Regions from separate parts of the Macaca mulatta genome. Here regions 2 and 3 are each linked to region 1. A link is a contact called in public Hi-C data. All regions are on one chromosome and are shown on one strand. The core of a region is the stretch at or near the end of the contact, and the rest is flanking DNA. Distances in the headings are between cores, read along the strand shown. Region 1 holds the start of GADD45G (growth arrest and DNA damage inducible gamma). Region 2 has its middle 180 kb from the start of GADD45G. Region 3 has its middle 150 kb from the start of GADD45G.

Region 1 (4,766 bases), core at 1,237-3,736:
AAATGTTTAATAGTAGGCCGGGTGCAGTTGCTCATATCGGTTATCCCAGCACTTTGGGAGGCCGAGGTGGGTGGATGACGAGGTCAGGAGTTTGAGACCAGCCTGGCCAACATGGTGAAACCCCGTCTCTACTAAAAATACAAAAATTAACCCGGCGTGGTGGCACACCTGTAGTCCCAGCTACTCGGGAGGTCGAGGCAGGAGAATCGCTTGAACCCGGGAGGCGGAGGTGGCAGTGAGCTGAGATCGGCTCACTGCACTCTGCCTGGGCGACAGAGCGAGACTCCGTCTTAGAAAAGAAAAGAAAAGAAAAAAGAAAAGAAAAGAAGAGAAAAGTTTAATAGTTTTAGAAGAGTAATACCTATGTTCCAATCACTTAAAATTAACGTATTTTATCCAATCAAGGCATATCATCATTTTATACACCAAGAAAGAAAGAAAAGAAACTAGCGAACAAACGGGGCATAATGCCTCCTGGCCCCGCTTCCCCCTATGCCCACGTCCTTAGGAGACACCTCTGGAGTTCAGAAATGCTAGGAGAGCAAGTTCTTCATTCTTAGAATCCAGGATCGGCCGGGCTTTTGCAGCTCTCCTCTGCCGGGAAGCCGCTGGGGGGCGCAAGACGCCAGCTTCTCACTTTGGCAGAAGCGCCTGCCTGTAAGCGCAGAATGAAAACTTCCCCATAGCAAGTTCAGAAGTACCTTGTACATTCACCACCCACGTGAAGAAAGCCTGAATGAAAGGAACAAAGAAAGCTTCGGCGTTGTTTACTTTCCCATTATCGCCCCAGTCTTGCGGCAGGGCCCGGGTTTCCATCCAATCCACCCGGCCCGCCACTGTCCCGGCCAGTCTCCAAGGCCTCACCCAAAAAAGGGGAGCACTGAGGTGTCCCCAGCGCGCCTTTCCACGTAGAACAGAAGGCGCAGACACCAAAAGTGCTGCGGTCAGTGGGTGAATCCTCTGAAAGTGCCAGCGTGTATGGTCAAGCGGCAGCAACCTCTAGCCTATTAAACTCTCTCAAGATCCAGACTTTTATTCTATTGCTGGAAAAAAGGCTTTTTACATATGCGTATTTAAGTAATTAAAATATTTCAACATGGCATAAGACGTAGGGGCTCTTACTCCATCAGTACTGGATGGGAATCTCCTTTTGCCCTCTACTCCCCAGGGTAACTGCAGCCCCACCTGAATGCGTTTTGCAGCCCTTACTGGGGTTCCTATTAATGCGCAGCTTGGACAGGGCTCAGTGGCCCCGGCCCGGCAGCTCCGTGGCCGACCCCCTCCACCGCCCTTCCCCCGCACCAGGCCAATGCAAGGGTGTGTGTGTTGGGGGAGGGGAGGAGAAAAGGGATTCAGGATCTTTTTAACCTGCCTGTAGATGGCGCCCCGGGAAACAGATTCCGAACTACATCCCCTAAGCTCCAAGGGCCGCAGCCGCGGGGTCCCGGCCAGAGGGCGTCCAGTCGCGAAGACTGCGCAGCAGCTCTCTGTGCTTCCCAACTCGCGCGGCTGCTCGGCACCCGTGCGAGGAACGGGTGGAAGGGAATTACATGTAGCAGGGCCAGTACAGGCGGCGCGTACTCAGGGACCACGGAGTGGCACTCAGCCTCGACCCCACGCGCCAGGCAGCCCGGCGACCCCCACGCGCGGCGGGGGCCTGCCCACCCCACCCGGCGGCAGGTGGACAGTGTTGCTATGAAGAGAAAGCCTCGATTGTCCCTACTGCAAACCGCCACACGCCAGACCTCTGCTATTGTGCGCCCTCCATAGAAATGCAAACGAGCGGCGTGCGCCGGCCGCAATCTGCTCGCCCCTGCCCGCCCCCTTCTCCGGCGCCCCGCTGCTCTCGGCCAAGGGCGGGGAGGTGGGGTAGGATCTTCCAGCGACTACTCAATGTACACATTGAGTATGCCTGGCAGGCATTACCAGCGCGCTCCGGACGCTAGTGGTCAGCTGCAGGGGGCTGTGCCCACTGCCTTTTGCAAGCCTTTAACTGGCGTTACCTGTTTTTACCTTAATTTCCTGCTCCAATGCAACAGTCTCATAAACTTCAAATTAAAGAAAAGAAACAAATAGAAAGGTAGCAATAAAAAATGGAAATAAAATTCCTTTTGATTCTATAAAGGTGCTTTTCGCAAATTGCAGCATCATATTAGCAAACAAGGTTTTTGTGGATTGGCTTTTTTTTTTTTTACTTTTTCCTTTTAAGGACTTCAAAAAAAAAAAAAAAAAAAAAAAGAAAGCCAGGCGAGATGAAATCTGCAGGCTCCAGTCTGCCTGGTAACACCCCAACAAAAGCGGCAGATTTGAGGCATTGTCATCCCCCGCACCCCTCCCCACGTGGCCTTCTGGCACGAGCCGCGGGCTCGCGGTCTCATTTACATCAGAAAGCGGGTGCCGGCCAATAGGCGGGCAGCCTCGCGCCAGCTGGCGGCGCCGCACCCATCCGCCTATATAAGGACGCGCAGCGTAGCCCGGGCGCACTCGCTGGTGGTGGGCGCGCCGTGCTGAGCTCTTGGTCTCAGGGTGTTCGCCCGCGTCCCCTCCGCGCTCTCCGCTTGTGGATAACTTGCTGTTGTTTGATCGCACTATGACTCTGGAAGAAGTCCGCGGCCAGGACACAGTTCCGGAAAGCACAGACAGGTGGGTTTCAGGGCGCTGAGAAAGCGGCTGGTCAGTCGGCGACCGTCAGGGTTCTCCAGGGTGGGAATCCGCGGGATAGGAGCCGAGCCCGGGGGTGCGGGCGTCAGATCCGGGTTGGAGAGCCGGGGTGCGGGCGCCAAGCCGGGATTGGAGTGTGGTTGGAGTTGGAGAGCCAAGGGTGAATCCCCGTGGCCGGGGCTCGGGGCTCCACCGCGCCCCACGGCCGTCTCCCGCTCACTAGCTGGCTCCTCCGCAGGATGCAGGGTGCCGGGAAAGCGCTGCACGAGTTGCTGCTGTCCGCGCAGCGTCAGGGCTGCCTCACTGCCGGCGTCTACGAGTCAGCCAAAGTCCTGAACGTGTAAGTGTAGACGCGACCCAGGCTGGGAGACAGGGGCGGGGATGAATGGCGAAGAGACCGGCGGATGGGAGGGGTGGCTGCGGGAGAACTTGGTTTGCCGGTTCTGACCTTGGTCCCCGTCTTGCCCTCGCAGGGACCCCGACAATGTGACCTTCTGCGTGCTGGCTGCCGATGAGGAGGACGAGGGCGACATCGCGCTGCAGATCCATTTTACGCTGATCCAGGCTTTCTGCTGCGAGAACGACATCGACATAGTGCGCGTGGGCGATGTGCAGCGGCTGGCGGCTATCGTGGGCGCCGGCGAGGAGGCGGGCGCGCCGGGCGACCTGCACTGCATCCTCATTTCGGTGAGTACAGCCCCGTCCGGTCCCCGCCCCGGTGTAGTTCCCGCCTCGGCCCGCGGCCAGCCAGGCTGACCCTGCTCTTTCTCAGCAGAACCCCAACGAGGACGCCTGGAAGGATCCCGCCTTGGAGAAGCTCAGCCTGTTTTGCGAGGAGAGCCGCAGCGTTAACGACTGGGTGCCCAGCATCACCCTCCCCGAGTGACAGCCCGGCGGGGACCTTGGTCTGATCGACGTGGTGACGCCCCGGGGCGCCTAGAGCGCGGCTGGCTCTGTGGAGGGGCCCTCCGAGGGTGCCCGAGTGCGGCGTGGAGACTGGCAGGCGGGGGGGGCGCCTGGAGAGTGAGGAGGCGCGGCCTCTCGAGGAGGGGCCCGGCGGCGGCAGGGCCAGGCTGGCCCGAGCTGAGGACTCTGCAAGTGTCTGGAGCGGCTGCTCGCCCAGGAAGGCCTAGGCTAGGACGTTGGCCTCAGGGCCAGGAAGGACAGACTGGCCGGGCAGGCGTGACTCAGCAGCCTGCGCTCGGCAGGAAGGAGCGGCGCCCTGGACTTGGTACAGTTGCAGGAGCGTGAAGGACTTAGCCAACTGCGCTGCTTTTTCAAAACGGATCCGGGCAATGCTTCGTTTTCTAAAGGATGCTGCTGTTGAAGCTTTGAATTTTACAATAAACTTTTTGAAACAAACTTATGCTCTTTATTGAGGGTAGGGGATCTTTGTGTCGGGGGAGGTGGTGCGCAGGGTTTCAGAGGATTGCTGGAACTCCGTGGAACTGATGGCACCTGTTCCGTCTTCCTGTCGGGCAAGAATGACAGGCTCCTCCGCGCTGGCAGAGGGAGGGCATGCTGCCCAGTGCTAGGGTAGAACTTGAGCCTGGCTCCTACTTTTCTCCTTTTAGGAAGATTTTAAACTTGCAAAACAGGAGCATACTTGAGAAAAGACATCAGTGCAGCAGCTGAAGTCTTGCCTTCCAAGGCGATAACAGTGACCTCTGCCTCCCCTCCCCCTCCCTCGGCCCTCCTCCCCCTCCCTCCCACAGCTGCTTATCAGAACAGCTTGCCGGAGGCCGCAGGCTTTCCTGCACAATGAGCATTGCCTTCTGCAGGCCCTGCCCTTTGTGGTCCCTGAGGACGGTGGCAGGCTGCTCCTGCTCTTGGGGACTTTTTCCTCTTAGATGCTCTGACAAAAAGCAATGCTACAAAGGTATTAATACCAAATATGACATTGATGACTGCATTTAAGTATGAGTCATTACTTTGTCATGGCTGTGATCGAACTTGGAAGATCTGAGAAAAAATTGGAAGGCAGCATCTATATAAATAGGCATGAGCAATTCTGAGGGGGCCTGGCATCTGCTATCTACTATTTTGAGTGTTCTCTGCCCACATCAGAGTTACGAGGATTGCTGCTATTCACAATTCCGTTTAAA
Region 2 (4,766 bases), core at 993-3,492, 180 kb after region 1:
GGCCCACCAAGCAGTCTCCCAGATGACCACAAGCTTGCACAGCATTAGTAAGAGATGCATCACAAGCTGGGCGCGGTGGCTTACTCCTGTAATCCCAGCACTTTGGGAGGCCGAGGTGGGCGGATCACCTGAGGTCAGGGGTTCGAGACCAGCCTGACCAATATGGAGAAATCCTGTCTCTACTAAAAATATAAAATTAGCCAGGCGTGGTGGCTCATGCCTTTAATCCCAGCTACTCAGGAGGTTGAGGCAGGAGACTCGCTTGAACCTGGGAGGCGGAGGTTGTGGTGAGCCGAGATCACACCACCGCACTCCAGCCTGGGCAACAAGAGTGAAGCTCTGTCTCAAAAAAAAAAAAAAAAAAAAAAAAAAAAGAGATACATCGCTAGTAGGGGATTTTTATTCTTCCTCCTCCCCTTTCTCTCCTCCTCTTGAAAGGGTCTTGAGACAGGTAACATATTAATACATCAAAGTTAAGCCACGGGAAACAGCCAGCCTTTCTAACTGAAGACCTGTGTGTTTAGCAGATGGCCCTACATGGAAAGTACCCGCCTAAAGTTGACCTCAGTGGTGGAAACCTCAGGGTGGGAATGGGGTCGATAGGAGCAGGATGAGGCGGTCTCCTGGAAGTAGAGAAGAGAGGAGGCTGGCGGCAGAAGGGACACCCAAGTGCCCACTGGAGAAAAATTTCATACTGATGATTTGATGGGAAAGAATAAAGCCAGGTAGGTCTCACGCGTTCATCCTGTGCACAGGTGGGATGGGCTTGAAATCTAATTTCTGGTAGTGAGCCCTACCTTCAGCCTTTCCAAATGCTATTTCAGAAGAAGGGGGTACAAACTTCTCCTAACAATTTTTGGGAAAGCCAAGGAAAGAGTTTATATTACTTATCAGCAATAACACCTCGTAAAGATTGTGGTTAAATATTTCTATTTCTTTATTTATTTTCTTTATTTATTTTTGAGATGGAGTCTCTCTCTGTTACTCAGGCTGGAGTGTGGTGGCACAATCTCAGCTTACTGCAACCTCTGCCTCCCGAATTCAAGTGATTCTCCTGCCTCAGCCTCCCGAGTAGCTGGGATTACAGGGGCCCGCCACAACACCTGGCTAATTTTTGTATTTTTAGTAGAGACAGGGTTTCACCATGTTGGCCAGGCTGGTCTCAAACTCCCGACCTCAGGTGATCCACCCGCCTCAGCCTCCCAAAGTGCTGGGATTACATGCGTGAGCCACTGCGCCCAGCCAAATGCTTACATTTCTTAATAAAGAATTCTGCCGTCTTGTTAGCCAAATTGTTCCCTTTCCTTCACTGGATAAATTTCTCAAGATTTTCCCTATTATCCAGCTAATGTCCGACCCCTGCCTTCAGCTTGGTACTCCACTTAGCAAGACACAGGACACTCACGGAAGCCCTGCCCCATGGAGGTCTTTCCTCTTCCACTGGCTTTCCAAGGAACTTGTCCAGGAAGACAGGTCCCCGCTAATTGAATGAGATTATCCTCCTGTATCTGATACATCGTCTCACTGAAATAGACATTTTTTTGAGATAGACAATATGCACTGCCTCTTGTAATTGTCATGATAGCCCAGCAAGGCTGACACAGATGAGAAAGCTGAAGCTCAGAGACATTAATTAATGCGCCTGAAGTGACACAGTGAAAACGTGGCAAAGCCAGACCTGAAACTCATGTCTGGGTCCACTGACCTCTTTTGCCACTTGATCTCTCAGTTGACACCATGGGCTTCACTCTATTATCTGTGTGCTGGGTGTGTTTTGTTCATAGAATCACGTGGCTGTGAGTGTTCTTGGGTTCTATCCAGAATTATACCAACTGAAATGAAAAATTATTTGTACCACGTATAGAACATACACCGGTATAGAGGTATATTCTGATACAAAGCTATAGATGGATTAGGATTTTTAGCTGGAAACTATCTGATCTTTAAATTATCTGGAAAAAAAAGTTGAAAATTGTTTTCAAGTGCCACTGTTCATCTCAGTCCAAATTTAAACCTCATGCTCAGATGCAAACGTGCTTGAGAAGCCCTATAGTGCTATGGTTGCAATAATCTTTTTCTTTTCTTTTTTCTTTCTTCTTTTTTTTCATTTTTAGCATTCTACAGTTAGCTCTAGGAATGCTTCACGCGCACCATGTCTAGTTGACTGTGCGTCTCGCAGCTTCATTGTGACATGGGAAAGCTTGGCACTGCCATTCCTGCTTTGCAGCTGAGACTCATGCATGTTAAAGAACTTGCTTACTGTTCTAACAACTGAGAAACGTAAGCCAGATCCCAGTCCTTCATTTGCATACTCCAGTTCCAGTGCTTTTATGTCTTCATTATTTTCCATTCATTACACATTTATATTTCCTACCATTTCTAGGAACTGTATTAGGCACAGTGAAATGAAAACTGATTAAGACGCAGTTTCATCTTTGTAATAGCTGGCATTCTAGTGAGATGAAAGACTGGAGACTTGATTGGCATGATATCACCTGCCAGATGCTGGAATGGCGACGTGGACACTTGGATGGAATCGCTTGTGCTGCTTTGGGCTGTGGGGGAAACAGGGAGCATCACTGAGTGGGTCTGAAGCATCTCAGTGGATGAGTAAATGTGTTTGGGCAAACGGAAGTGGAAGGAGGTTTAAACCTACAGCATTTACAAAGGAACTGGCATTTGATGGCCAGTGAGAAAGGCAATGTGTTAGGAGCAGAGGAATGCTCAGGAAGATGGAGGAGATGAGAAAAAGAATAGATAATTCGCCCTGATTTGAGATGAGCCATGTCCAGTGCATTTAAGGCCTTGGAATTTATCCCATAAATCAGCGTTTCTCAAACTGAGCTGTGTGGAATACTGCAGACCACCCATGGATCTACTCTTAGAAATCTGTGTGCTCTTTCCAGTTTTTAATACCGGTGATATTTTAAAATGAAGTATTACAAGTCTATTCTGCATCATCTGGAGAGCCAGCTCAGACCAAGGGGACAGGAGACCACACTCACCTGATTCCAGCGCCATAGGCATTTTCTATTGAGAATTGCTTCCATGCCAAGGAAGGCACAGTGATGTCATGAAGAGGCTTCACAGTAGTTTGAAAGGAGAAGAGGAGGGTGAAAATAAAGTCATCACCTTGAACAAGGTAATCAGGCTGTCGGCATCCATAGAACTTGTCTCATTTGTCATGTCGTAGTCACGTTGTGAATGGATGTTCTTGGCACAGCCTGTCTTGTCTTGTTACCTCATAATGGTTTATTAGCAGAAAGTGTTGGAGACACTATTGAAGAATTTTTTATTTTACTTGCAGAAATAATTATCTTAGAAATCTAATGTAGATTTAAGTAACAGCAAAATGGCTATTGTATTTTCAAGTGAACAAATCAACTTGACTAATTTATCAACTAACATTTCAATAAAAGTGATTTTTGAGGATGGGTGACTGGCATGTTTGGCTAACTACGAGATGTGATTGTTGAAAACTAATGAACAAAACCTTCAAGAGCTTATTATTCTTTCATTTACCAAGCATTCTTAATGGTATTATTATTAACAAATAAAGCTAAACATTAAATATAGAATTGGACCTGAAGCCACATTTTTATCCTTATTATCAGTCATTTAGAATAAAACAACGTCATCGTTCACATTAAATAAATGACTTTAATATGATATTGGTTTTGTAGTTTTGTTTGTATTTGTTTGAAATTATATTTGTTTTTATAGCTAAGTAAGAGTATGAGAATAATGTACTTATATATAGTTTTCATTTGAATGTACTTAAATACAAATAAGAATAACACTAATGATATGATATAATTTGAGGCAACGCTAAAGATTTAAGAATATTATTTTTTCTCTTAAAAGGAGTATGCACATTTATGATATTTGCAAGCAAGCAAGGGAAAAACACTGACTTTTTTTAAAAATTAGAGGTGTTTTAATGCATGGTCATATTTTTGTTAGAGATGGGACTTCGATGACAGAGTGGAAAACTCATTGGGAGGGAAGTTGGAATATGGGAGGCTATGAAGCTGGTTCGGTGGTGGAGTGAGCAGGAGAGTTGGCATTTCTGCAACTGGATAAAATATTCTTGTGGCTGGCTAGGCATGGGCTGATGCTGAGGCGAGAGTTTATAGTGGTGGAGATTTTGGAATTTGTGCAACTTTCTGGATAATTATACAGATAACCAGGATTGAGAATGCAAAATGTGGCACACATTAGGTAAAAGTTACCAAGTATTGGCTGGGTGTAGTGGCTCACGCCTGTAATCCCAGCACTTTGGGAGTCCAAGGTGGGCAGATCACTTGAGGTCAGGAGTTTGAGACCAACCTGGCCAACATGGTGAAACCCCATCTCTACTAACCATACAAAAATTAGCTGGGGATGGTGGTGTGTGCCTGTAGTCCCAGCTACTCAGGAGGCTGAGGTGGGAGAATCACTTAAACCTGGCAGTCAGAGGTTGCAGTGAGCCAAGATCGCGCCACTGTACTCCAGCCTAAGTAACAGAGTAAGACTCCATCTCAAAAAAAAAAAAAAAAAAAAAAGTTACCAAGTATAGTTTGTACATCTGCAAATTTTGTTATTCTAGTAAATACACAACACCCCCACCACACACACATACCTCAAATACCTCCTATTTGAGAAGGCAAAAGAAAAAGGACCCATGAGGGACAGAATGGATGAATGTGAGGTGCCTCTCAGGTCTAACATTCCATATGTGGATCTCTGATGTTGAAATGATATTAGAAACTATTTTTTTCTTTTGA
Region 3 (4,766 bases), core at 1,582-4,081, 150 kb after region 1:
CACGTGTTGTCAGCCCAAGAAATGACAATATCAGCCCCCAGAGGCTCCCTCTGGGTGCTAACCCTCCAAGCCTGGTCACCATCCTTATCTCTGAAACCGTAGCTGACTTTGGTCTATCTTAGAAGGTATATCATTGCAACATGCAGGGTGCATCTGTTTGAGTCTGGCTCCTTGAGCACAGCATCACGTCTGTGAAAATCAAAGGTTGCATTCTTTTGGACACCCGTATTGCAACCCCTGGATTACTGAGCCCCTCGTTTATTTAGAGAAGTCATTAGGGTTATAATTGGTGATGTGTTGGTTTTTTTTTCTGCCAATATTCATAGCTGCCCTGGGACCTCCTTCACAGGCAGTAGAGAACGTGGATGGGAACAGTTTTGGCAATTATGAAGCTAGAACAATTGTAGGCTTGGATATCCCCAGAGACTTGGATTGGATTCCTGTTGGCTTTGTGACTCTATGGCTTCTCATCTGTGGGGACATGGACAGTGGTACCAGCATGCATTGGGCGCTGTCTCAGAGTAGGCTGCGTGCAGCACACCTTATGTGTAGGGTCCACTGGGTCTCTACCACCACACAGGGGAGTGCAGTTACTGTCCCCATGGCACAGATGAGGTAACTGAGGTGTGCTCACAGAGCTGGTAAGGGCGGGGAACTGAAACCTGGACCCAGAGTGCCTGGATTCAGAAGCCAGGCATCCATGCGTTGGGCCATGTTGTCTCCTTGAGCAGAATGGGGACATCCAGGGTTCTTTCAGGCATGTCCGTCTTCAGACACAGCCTGTGATCCTTCTGCAGGGCCCTCGAGTAGCTCACTGTCTTCAGTTTCTTTTGTTAAAGCTGGGGATTTCCCTAACCCCTGCTACATGTAGTCTCTAGGTTCAAGCTGTTCTGTGGGTCGGTCTGATGGCTCCTTCCAGCACATTCTTTCAACTGGCCAGGGAGGAGGCTCCGGTGTGGGTCAGCCGGGACAGAGAGTCCAGCAGGCATTTCACCAGAGTATACTTGGGAAGTCATTGTGGTCGTGGGCAGCCGGTGCCCTCCACACTGAGAGCTGGAAAAACATTTATGTTAAAAGAATTGAATATACCACTTTGGAAAATCGTGCCAGTATGCGAATCCATTGTTTTTTAAAAGGGTCTTATTCTCCCAGTGACTCTTTTTTGCATTGTATAATTGATTGACACATTCTCACCTTTGCCAGTGAAAGGGAAAAATCACACAGATGACAAAACGCCCAGAGCATCTGAAACCACACCCTTGTCCTGGGTTTCAGTATCCTGGGGAAGTTCTCATTTGCAAGTAATAAATTGCCGTGTATTTCCTCTTCCTCCCACTGCTTGCCATCACAAGGAAGTAGCAGAAAAAGTCCAAGTTCTACAGTCCACCTACACTGGCCTTGGATTCCAGCCTGCCCGCCTGCTAGTGGGTGCACCTTTGGGTAGGTGGCCAGGTTCTCCCATTGGAATGAGCCGTGGCTGGTGGCCTGCCTGACTCCCCTGAAGTAATAATGGAGGCCCAACTGAGGATGGACAGCATCCCATCCTCAGGGAATCCCCACCCATAGGAAAGGGGAGCACAGAGCATGGACACGAGACTTGTAAGGTCCTCAGTTGAAGCTGGTCTTTAGGAAAAGTGGGTGCTGCTGGTGGGAGGGCAAGGGCATTGCAGAGGAGCTCTGGGCAAGGCAAGCTCAGTACAACAGGTAGGCAACCAGTTCTCCCTCCCCCCACCTCCTTCTCACCAGGCCATTCCTGGGACTGTCAGGGAGAAGACATGCGCTTGGCTCTGAGTGTTGGGTATTTAAGTTCCGAAGTTCTGGGTATTTAAGCACTTCCAGTGGACAGTCACTAACAGAGGCTGAAGGCTCAGGGGCAGGCCACCCTGTCCTGTAGACGCCCAGAGCTGCACCATCTAAAGCTCAGGATCTAGGCCACATCCACGGGCAACTCAAGCCAGGAACCAGGTGTCACCCTGACTCCTCGCCCCTGGGTCCTGGCACCCCTGCATTTTGGGAGTCTCCAGAAGCCACACCTATCTCACTGACGCTCCTCCTCAGTGAAGTGCAAGGCAGCTTGCTAACTGTTGTGTTCATAACCATTTTGCATGACACCAATCTGGTTCCTCCCTAGCCCTTCTCAACATCCATGTAATGGTGTCACCCACCCTTAGGAGCCCCCGTGCCTCTGCTGCAATGTGTTTCAGTCTTGATATTGGCACGGCACCTTATTTCCTTTTTTCTCTCAACATTTTATTGTAAACACTTTACAACATGCAGAAAAGCTGACATAATTGTACAGTGAACACCCATCCTCCTGACACCTGGATCCCATGATTAACCTTTTACTATCTTTGCTCTGCCACACCTCTCCATCTCTCCACCCTATCACCCGTGTCCATCTCATTTTTTTAATGCATTGCATGGAAGTTTCAGATACCAATACACGCCACCCCAACACTTTAGCATGAATGTTATTGACTAGATTTCAGTATCTGTTAATAGTTCTTTTTTTGGGAGAAGGGGTCAGATTGTCATTCAATGACATGAACATACATTAACAGAACAATCCGATGTATTTAGGCAAATGCATCCGCTTCCATAATCCAAATTCTGTAGAGATATAGAGCATCACCATTGCCCTAGAAAGTTCCCTTCTGCCCCTTCCCAGCTAATCCCCACCTTCAACTCCCCAAAGGTAACACTGGCAGCATTTTATCAACATAGCTTAGCTTTGCCTTTTCTGGGAATTCGTATAAACGGAATCGTGGAGTATGCACGCTTCCGGTTCCTCGATTCATCTGTGTGGCCGATTGCATGCATCTGCAGTTGGTTCCTTTTAATTGCTGAGGAGTGTTCCAGCATACAGAGGGGGTGCCGCGCTGTTGATGGATGCCTGGATGCTTTCCAGCTGGCAATCGTGAGTAACAAAGCTGCTATGTGCCTCCTTGCACACATCTTTGGATGGATGCTTTCGTAATACACATGGGTGAAATGGCAGCGTGCACACCAGCCTCTTTGTGACGTGCCCTTTGCCTACTTCTCAGTCACACAGCCCCGGCTGTGGAGAAGCCCTGAGCTGTTTCTCATATACCAGATGCTGTTCCATATGCGAGGACTGTGTACGCTGGGGCTCCACCCACATCTGACACTCTCACTCTCTTCTGGGGGTTCCCTCCTCCGTAACCTGTGTTCCTGCAACAAGTTCCATTCAAGGGTTTCATTTGATTCCAAGGGTTTCCTCTTGAAGTTATTCCAGGAAGTGCTGGCAATTGTAGGAAGTACATGCTGTATGTGATGAACTGTCACCACTGGACACTGGGGCACAGTCCCTGGAGACCTCGGGGGCAAGTGCAGAACCGGCTTTGGTGTTGTCCCCTCTGGAGGCTAAGAAGCTGGGGAGATTACCCTCTGACCTCCGCAGCGCCCCCCATCACTAGCTCTGTTGCCCAGGGTGGCTCTCAATCAATTCCCAAACCCACCCTGAGATTAGGCTGAGTGGAGTGTGCAGGGAGCGTTCTCAGGCAGAGCCCGGCATTGCGGTAGAGCCTGCAGCTGTGTGGGAAAACAGAGACCCAAGGTCAGGCTAGCAGGGCACCCACAATGCAAACCGCACCTTCTCCGGAAGCCTCCCCTGACCACCTTATGTGTGTTCTTTCCTCTGTGCTCTGATGTCCCAGGGCACATGCATGCCTGGTGGTGCTCACTGGTGCCAGTTGCAATGGTCTGTTGGTGAGGTTTTCCCTCTCGGCTGCAAGCTTCTCAGGGGGTCTCTCCATCTCTGCATCCCCAGGACTCAAAATAGCCCTTCAATGCATCAATTCACTTGTACCCTTACCATACTATCTATTGTGTCCCAGGAGTCACTTTCTACAGTGTCCTGTCACAAAGGTTTGGCTGGGACTGCTGGCAAAAGCCACTGGCTTGCTGCCTGTCCCTTCCTGGCAAGCCAGGCCTGTGTGCTGTGTGTGTAACCTCTGACAAAGTTTGTGGTTTAAAGGTTATGCTGACTGGGCTGGAGGTGAGGTGAGGACAGTGTGTGTTGAAGGTTGGTGGAGTTTTGCCAACTAGAGCAAGCTTAGTGCCACGCCCTTGCTGGGCCCTGTTCCCTGAGGAAAGAGCCTATGGTTGGCTCTTGCAAGACCGCAGGTGAGCCTGTGCCTTCCTGTCTGCGTCTCCCCCTGGTCAGGCGGGGTGGAGTGAGCACAGAGCGAGGCACATGGTTCCAGGCCACTTCATTGTTTGCTTACGGTTGAGAATGTCCGCCAGGTCTCTTGTGTCTGGGATTAGTGGAAGCAGGTCCTGCTGGGACTGTAGCTGGGTCCCCTGGTCACCAATCCAGCTTCAGGAACTGAGCTGTATACCTGACACCTTAAGTGAGGTCATTTGCCCTATGGACCCACATCTGGGCACAGAGCCATTTAGTTCTCAACTCTTTTGTCAGGAAATCTTTCCGTGTTCTCCTCACTTGGTGATTTTGTTCATTCAACACAGGTTTTTGGAGTCCTTGGCAGGGGCTTGGCAGATGCTATGATGTGTTGGTCCAGGAAATCAGCTTCCACCTGCAGCCCCAAAGCTCTTTCTTGCTGGCATCCCCATCCATGAGGGCTGGCTGCCGGGCAAGGTGGGGTGCCGCACCCTACACCATCACTCAGAGATCTGCGGCCCTTCCATCAGGTGGCCCTGCCATCCTCCCGGGCCCTGGGTTTCTCAGTTGGATTCTGTGAATCCAGGAGGTGGAAGAGGAGAAAAACAGCGTGGAGGATTCC

The links. Hi-C and Micro-C count contacts between places; a contact is called where the count stands out from the background.
Region 2: a contact with region 1 is called in a Hi-C map of fetal cortex germinal zone, with 1.9 times the contacts expected there. The contact joins the enhancer-like site here to the promoter of GADD45G in region 1. A contact is called at or near these places in 2 of 14 Hi-C or Micro-C datasets (fetal cortex germinal zone and liver).
Region 3: a Hi-C map of fetal cortex germinal zone shows a contact between it and region 1, with 2.5 times the contacts expected there. The contact joins the enhancer-like site here to the promoter of GADD45G in region 1. A contact is called at or near these places in 2 of 14 Hi-C or Micro-C datasets (fetal cortex germinal zone and liver).

What each region holds. Positions count from the first base shown.
Region 1 is chr15:120,271,436-120,276,201 of T2T-MMU8v2.0, forward strand. GADD45G (growth arrest and DNA damage inducible gamma) reads left to right here and starts at 2,487. Exons shown (of 4, transcript NM_001193910.1): 1 at 2,487-2,643; 2 at 2,900-3,001; 3 at 3,135-3,348; 4 at 3,437-4,030. The coding sequence starts at 2,591. The coding sequence ends at 3,547.
Region 2 is chr15:120,453,764-120,458,529 of T2T-MMU8v2.0, forward strand. No RefSeq gene overlaps it. Among named protein-coding and RNA genes, the nearest start is that of GADD45G, 180 kb to the left of the region's middle. Within about 2 kb of position 2,243, at least 5 of the 40 cell types and tissues checked have an H3K27ac peak or open chromatin away from gene starts, as enhancers often do. A contact at or near this core is called in fetal cortex germinal zone, where this site is marked.
Region 3 is chr15:120,425,925-120,430,690 of T2T-MMU8v2.0, forward strand. No RefSeq gene overlaps it. Among named protein-coding and RNA genes, the nearest start is that of GADD45G, 150 kb to the left of the region's middle. Within about 2 kb of position 2,832, at least 10 of the 40 cell types and tissues checked have an H3K27ac peak or open chromatin away from gene starts, as enhancers often do. A contact at or near this core is called in fetal cortex germinal zone, where this site is marked.